Linked DNA regions of Sus scrofa: region 2 is linked to region 1. Evidence: chromatin contacts called from public Hi-C data. All regions are on one chromosome and are shown on one strand. Each heading gives the region's core, a stretch centred on a gene start, on an enhancer-like site or on the middle of the called end of the contact. The rest is flanking DNA. Distances are from core to core; before and after follow the strand shown.

Region 1 (3,612 bases), core at 340-2,839:
TCCAGCAAATTTTTTTTTTTTCCACCCCAGGGCATATGGAATTCCCTGGCCAGGGATCGGATCTGAACCATAGTTTTTTTTGTTTTTTTGTTTTTCTTTTTAGGGCTGCACCCTTAGCTTATGGAAGTTCCCAGGTAAGGGGTAGAAACAGAGCTGTAGCTGGAGGCCTAGGCCACAGCCACAGCAATGTCAGATCCAAGCCACGTCTGCGACCTACACCACAGCTCACAGCAATGCTGGATCCTTAATCCACCAAGCAAGGCCAGGGATCAAACCCGCAACTTCACAGTTACTAGTCAGATCAGTTTCCGCTGCACCACAACGGGAACTCCCTGAGCCATAGTTTTGACCTAAGCTGTAGCTGCGGCAACACCGGATCCTTCACCTGCTGTGCAGGGCTGGGATTGAACCTGCGTCCCAGTGCTCCCAAGATGCCGCTGATCCCATTGCGCCACAGTGAGAACTCCCCATCTAGCAAGTGTTTATTGAGTATTGTGCCATAGGCCAGGCCTTGCCCCAGGCACTGGGACTATACCAATGAACAAGACAGAACTTCCACTCTCTATGAGAAATATTCTGAATACCACCAGGAACACACTTATCGTTGAACGAATTGGGCTCAATGCCTCTTTTGAGAAGGAAGACTGCATTTACTTCAGTAAGAGTGTTTAAAAAGACTTAAAGAATTTGGGCCTGGGTCAGGTGATCTGGGGGAGGGTTCAAGCAAGTGGGCTTTTTCTCTGGACTAGATGTCAGGAAGCTGGGACGGCTCTACAATTGCAAGCCTTAGTAAATATTTAAAGTGGGAGGCTAATGCTATAAAGAAGCAGCAGTTACTCATATTAGTCAGAATGGGGAAATGTTTCATATTGTTGGAATCAGACCAAGACTGATTCCAACAATATTCTTGTTTTTATTTGACTTTGAACATGATTACAGAGCAGTCTTGTTTATGCCTTGCTCCATCATGGCCACACAACGGCCTTGCACGATGGCGGTGTTCTGGAAAATTGTTTACGTCCCGCTGAATACCAAGGCCTAGCAGTGAATGCCAGGCCAGCTCCCAGATGTGAGGGGCAGCTACCCTCCTTATCATAAGAAAGCCCGTTCACTCGACCGAGGTATAGTTGCAGGGAGCCAGGTGCAGAGTAATTCGAGGTGAGAAAAGAGAAGCAGTGCCAGTCCTCAGGGAACTCACAGTGACTTGTTCGCGCTGTCTTAAGACTGTCAGAAATGGGAGGAGGAGCGGTCCAGACAAAGGCCCTGGGGGCGGGGGCGGGGGTGGGGGTGGGAGTGGAGGATGCTCAAAGCCATTAGCTGAGCGGCGGCGGAGCCACAGTGCGCGCCACGACTGGAAAGGTCTGCTAGGGCCGGACCCTCGGGCACGCAGGGCCACCTCTCCCCCAGGGGCAAGAGCATTCGCTGCCCTCATTTGCTCAGAAACAGGAAATGAAATCTAGCAGGTTTAATCAATATAACCCCTCTCGGCCTTGGGTTCATGAATATTCAGCAGCCCGCTTCCGGCCGGCAACTCCGCCCCAGCCCCGCCCAGCGAGGAGACTGCGCGTGCGTTGCAGGCGCGCGGCTCTGTCGTCATACGCGCGCCGCCGCTTCCGCCCCTCCACAGGGAGGCTGGAGAGTAGTCATGGCGAGTTCAGCTGCCTCCTCGGTGCGACCGCCCAGGCCCAAGAAAGAGCCGCAGACGCTCGTCATCCCCAAGAATGCGGCGGAGGAGCAGAAGCTCAAGCTGGAACGGCTCATGAAGAACCCGGTGAGACAGAGGGCTGACGGCCCCCCCGAGTCCCACCTCCTTCGGTTCCGGCATCTCCGGACGCCTGCGGGTCCACTTTCCCCCCCTCTGAACTCTAGAACTCAGAACCCGAAATCTAGAGTCAGACCTGAGGAAGAAGTAGGCTGCCCCAAAGATAGTGAGCTCTCTCCTGCCTTTACATTAGAGCCCAGCCTGGGTGAAGGCTTATGGGGTGGCTTCCCGTGCTTTAAGGCTCTTTCCAGTTTAACCGTGTGAAAAGAAGCCTTAAGTTGGAGAGAGAGAATCCGTGGGTTAGCCCAAGGATATTTTTCTCCTAAATAGCACCAGCTGTTAGAGAGGCATTAGCCGAGACAACTGGGGCAAGTCATTCCCCTCAGTCATGAAAATGTTGGATGCGAAGGTCTCTTCCACCTTTGACTAAGAAGGGTTGACTCTCTTCGAATAATAGTTTTTAAAGTCGGAGGTTTCCAGCCCTAAATGATGTCTTACATTTCTGAGGTCTGCCCTGGAAAGTTGTGGGTTGTGATAGAATCCATAGTGTATGGGGAGAAGAAAAGGCAGAGGGAAGAAGAGACACTCGGCTTTGGGTCCAAGGAGCAAAACAACTGTACTTCATTAGTCCAGTTCTTTGTAAAAGCTGTGACTTTGTACATATAAATGCTTTCTGTGTGTTGCAGGACAAAGCAGTTCCAATTCCAGAAAAAGTGAGTGAATGGGCACCTCGACCTCCCCCGGAATTTGTCCGAGATGTAATGGGTAATGTCTTTCGGATGTGGTCTTTAAAGTGTAGATATAAAAACTTTGCAGCTAGTATTTGTTGATTACCTCTCTCATAGGGAGGAAAAAAGTTCACTGATCCAGTATTTCGCTCTTACAGTGAAGGGGTATTGTTGCTATGGCTTGGCATTAGAGTATTTTTTTCTGCATTGTTGTTTTTCTGCTTTGTGTTTTTTGTTTTTGTCTTTTCAGGGCTGCACCCGCCACATATGCAGGTTCCTAGGCTAGGGGTCTAATCAGAGCTGCAGCTGCCAGCCTACACCAGAGCCACAGCACCTCGGGATCCGAGCCATGTCTGCAACCTACACCACAGCTCACGGCAATGCCAGATCCTTAACCCACTGAGCGAGGCCAGGGATCGAACCCACAACTTCATGGTTCCTAGTCGGATTCGTTTCCCCAGCACCACGGCAGGAACTCCTGCACTGTTTTAATAATAATACTCTTTTTTCAAAATTGAAATAGTTTTATGTTGTTGAGTAGTAAATTAACAACTGTAAAGAATAAGTAACAGATGGAGAAAAATTAGAACCACCTGTAATTCTAATGGTCTATTTGTAACATTTTGATTTTTCCTTGCAAATGTCTTTATAGTCAAAAACCACTCAGGCTTAAGAAAAAATGTCTTACAAAAATATGATTGTTCTACACATATTATTTGATAAGCTAACCTACTTTTTTTTTTCTTTTCTTTTTTTTGAGGGCCTTACCCAAGGCATGTGGACGTTCCCAGGCTAGGGGTCGAATTGGAGCTGCAGCTGCCAGCCTACACTACAGCTCACAGCAATGCCAGATCCATTAACCCACTGAGTGAGGCTGAGGATCAAAGCCAAATCCTCATGGATACTAGTTGGGTTCATTACCACTGAGCCACAATGGAAATCCTACTTGTCCTCTTATGCTGTGTTAGAGTGGAATTTTTAGTGACTTCACAGTCAACATTAATGCAACAAGTATTTCATGATCGCTACAACATGCCAGATGCTGTGCTAGGTTCTGGGGTACAGTGGGGAGATGAGCAGGCATGGTCCCGTCCGTCACTTCTACTGCCTGTCTTTGGTTCC
Region 2 (3,612 bases), core at 633-3,132, 53 kb before region 1:
CGCCCCCCGTTCCTACCCCCATCTGGTCCACCCACGACCTTCATACCAGCCTAGCCCCGGGAGATCCCTGTGCCCTCCGCCACCCCCCACATTCCTCTCCTTCTCACACTTGGCCTCAGCAAAGGTCTCTGTGGCCCACAGGTTTGCCGATCACCTGCACAAGTTCCACGAGAATGACCACGGGGCAGCAGCCGGTGACTTGTGGCAGTGACGTCCTGGGGCTTCCCCCAGGATGGTAATGGCTGCGTTCCCCTCCCCTGCTTGTTCAGCTGCTTCTAATGACATAGGCTTCCCTTCCCTGTTGAATTCCCCACGTAGACTGCCTTTGCCCTCCACCCAACAGTGCCCCAGGTCCCCTGGGGCCCCCTTAAAAGATGGTCTCAGCCACATCAGGCCCCCTAGGTCCAGAAAACTCCCAAGGCCAAGCCAGGCTGAGCCAAAGGGACCCCTTCAGGCCCATCTCAGGCTGGTGACCCAGCCCCAGTCCCACCTGCAGCCTGACCACGAGTCCTGGTGGCAGAGACATCCCAGCTGTGACACTGAGTTCCCCCTGATTCTGGCAGTAGTTAATCCGGTTGGCGTCCGCAGGCCTCTCTGTGCCAGGCTCTGGGATCCCCTTGGGCTCCCCTAGGATCCATCACCCTCTCCCCAAGATGTGGAAGCCCTTCCTTGCAGGCCAGCAGGCTTTGAGTCCAGCCTTCACCCCAACTCCACCCCACCCCACCCCAAGAAGTGAAGGAGCCCCAGAGGGCAGGATAGTCTCTGTTGCCCCCTCCCAGCCCTTGGAGCCACTCTAATGTTTGCTTTCTTATTAGCAAGTTATTCTGGCTTTTAAGTGAGGAGGAATCTCCAGTGAGTCGCTACACCCCAGGCTCTTCAAACCCAAGGACCGGTTTGAGGGGCCCAGGTGCTTCTCAGCCAAGCAGAGCTGGCTGTGGGCCACCCTAGCATGGCCACCCTGAGGCCACTGGCAGATCTTCCTAAATTAGATTTGCACTTGCTTCAGCTTTGCACATTTTGAATAAACACATTGTTGCAGCCACACTGGTGCCGCAGCTCTGTGACCCCGGGGGTACAGGAAGCAGGTGGGCGGGTTCCTGCAGCAACACCTCCAGGAGCTGCTGGCTGGACCGACCTCACAGCTGCTCTGCTGATGTGGAGCACGGGTCCCCACACGTGGGAGGCCTCTGCCCCACTTCCCGTCACCACGAATTCCCTGAGTCGTCCAGGGCTTTGCGGAAGCCAAACCCGCAGCGTCTGAGTTCTCGTGAGCAAACAACGCAATCGCAAAGAGAATTCCCTTCCTTTTTCATGCTGCGATTGCATGTGTGACAGCAGCTCCTGGGGAATCCCTGCGTTCCTTTTCTGCGTGCCCTGGAGCCACGCACATGCTCCCTTCCCCCGGGGCCCTGCCGGCCAGGCATTGTGGGGGCCCATGCCCATCAAGTCCCCTGAGTGACAGCCTTGCAAGGGGACACCCCTGAGCCACAGGTTCTGGGCCGCCTGGCCTCCAGCCCAACCCCACTGATATGGGTCCCCTCCCACCCAGACTTAGGGCTTCCTCTTGGTCCGTGGTGGTTGGCGTTCTCCCACTGGCCAGGCGCACTCAGCAACCACCCAGCAGTCCACCAGGCCCGAGTCCCCTGTGGTATCCATGTCTGAGTTTTAGCCCTAAATACTCTAGAGTTTGTGCCTCCAGGGCCGCACCCCCCTTTGGGGCCCCACCCCCAGCACCCCTGTCATCTACCCCATCAGAACTTCCTCTAAGGCCCCAGGGCCTGCCCTTGGGGACCCCAGATGGGCCCCTCATCTCTCACCCTCATTCCCGTTGCCATGACAGAGCTATTCTTGGCTAATCACAGCTCCCCTCCTTCCCCGCCCACCCCAGCCACTTCCACTTCTCCCACCAGTTCCTCCTTGAAGGTCAGAGTCCTCCTCGCTTCCTCCTCCCTGGACATCAGGGCCATTGTCTTGCCCTGGACTCCACACCCCACGACCCTCCCTGGCCAATGACCACCCACCACTGGAGCTCAGCCTACTACTTGGAAGCAGGTTAGTCCCCTGGGGGTTCCAGTCTCCATCCCCCCAAGAGGGTGGGGTCCGCAGCCAGGCCACCCAGCGTGGACCCTCCCTCTCTCCCACTGTGCAGGGATCACCCTCCCAAGCCACTCCCACACTCCCACACCCCTCAGCCCCATTTATGGGTCTGGTTCCCAGCCAGATGCCCAGGCTTCTGTGCAGTTCCAATCCATGGCTGGTTTGCACCTAAGCCTCCGTAAATGTTTGCTGGCCAGGTCCTGCCGAGAGGGCGGTCTGTGTGTAGAAGGGAAGGGGCTAAGGAACCAGGGCCTCAGACCAGGCGTGCCTGGCTTCAGCGCCCCGGTGGAGGGAGGCCAGGGCTGGCCGGCAGGAGGTGCGGATTCCTGGCCAATCTCCACCTTCACCTCCCAGCACGCCCCTCTAGGCCCTACCCTTTCCATCCTCAAGACTGGGATAAAAACCATTCTTTGCCTGTCCTGCTTCCTGGGAAGTCAGAGATGTGAACTGGCTTGGGGAAAGGTTAAAGGGCTCTCTACAAAGGTCAGAGGTCATGACGGGGGTGGGGTGGGGGCAAGAGATGGAGACACTCCCGGCTGGCCAGGAGACCACAACAGATCACAGAACAACCTCTCGCGGCAGAGAGTTTAGCGAGGAGCTGATCTAACTGCTGGTGTGATCCCAGGACGTGGGTTGGGGCCAGGAACCGAGAGGGGGGCGGGAGCCTGGCACCCTCTTCCTCTCTCCAGGAGCAAGCAATAGGTCTGACCTCTGAGCGGCCCTTCCACACTTCCGCTCACACCGATACCCTTCTGCTCCTCTTGGGCACCTTCCAGGCCTGCTGGAGCCCCTCCTTCTCTTCTGAGAAGCCTCCTGGAGGCTCTCAGCCCGCCAGGGGTCAGTCCACAAGCACCTGCAAAGGCCAGTAGCAGTCTTTGTTTTTTTAGCCAGACTGGGATTTTGTTTTTTTAGCCAGACTGGGATCTGTCCTAGTCTATGCCGCGAGTTTGAAGGCTGCAGAACCGAGCAGGGATGAGGAAGATAGGGCTGTGTCCGCTCATCAGCCCCAGGTGACCTCTGAAGAGACCTCCTCCTGGGGGGGCGGCGTCAGTGTACCCATCTCTGTGTAGGTAGGGAGGTGGGAACCGCGCACAGGTCTTCCCTGCCCTGTAGTCGGGCTTCGATTTCCGGCCCTGGAAAGCCGGCGGGAGGGGGCGTGGTGCTCGCCCTCGCGATTTATGAGAACCAGACATCGATTTCCCCCGTTGTTGCGACATCTGGGCTTTCTCGAGACTTCCATTGTCCCCACGCCGGAGGGTCCAGGCCCCCCCGGCCCGGGCGCCAGTCCCAAGCGGCGCCCACGCCCCATCCTCTCCACTATTCAGACCACCCACCCGGCCCACTCCCGCCGCGCTCCCGGGGCCAGCACCTCCGGCTCCGGGGGATGCCTCCGGGCCTGGCCTGGGCCTGCTGCGCGAGACTGGGCGGCCGCGAACTCTCGCCCCAAATGGGGCGGCTGCAGGCCAGTTCCTAACCCCTATGGTCCCCAGGGCTCGGCAGCCCAGCAGCCGCCAG

Evidence for each region. A called contact is a pair of places that touch in the nucleus more often than the background predicts.
Region 2: a contact with region 1 is called in a Hi-C map of skeletal muscle, with 15 times the contacts expected there. The contact joins the promoter of SH2B2 here to the promoter of PRKRIP1 in region 1. A contact is called at or near these places in 3 of 5 promoter capture datasets (fetal liver, fetal skeletal muscle and liver), 31 of 47 Hi-C or Micro-C datasets (adipose tissue, alveolar macrophages, blood and 16 more) and 2 of 2 datasets of contacts at active chromatin or transcription factors (alveolar macrophages and skeletal muscle).

Annotation. Positions count from the first base shown.
Region 1 is chr3:9,722,399-9,726,010 of Sscrofa11.1, forward strand. PRKRIP1 (PRKR-interacting protein 1) reads left to right here and starts at 1,590. Exons shown (of 7, transcript XR_002342313.1): 1 at 1,590-1,771; 2 at 2,449-2,527.
Region 2 is chr3:9,668,956-9,672,567 of Sscrofa11.1, forward strand. SH2B2 (SH2B adapter protein 2) reads left to right here and starts at 1,883. Exons shown (of 9, transcript XM_021086271.1): 1 at 1,883-2,052. The coding sequence starts at 2,010. It overlaps CUX1 (protein CASP), which reads left to right. Exons shown (of 23, transcript XM_021086269.1): 23 at 142-1,044. The coding sequence ends at 211.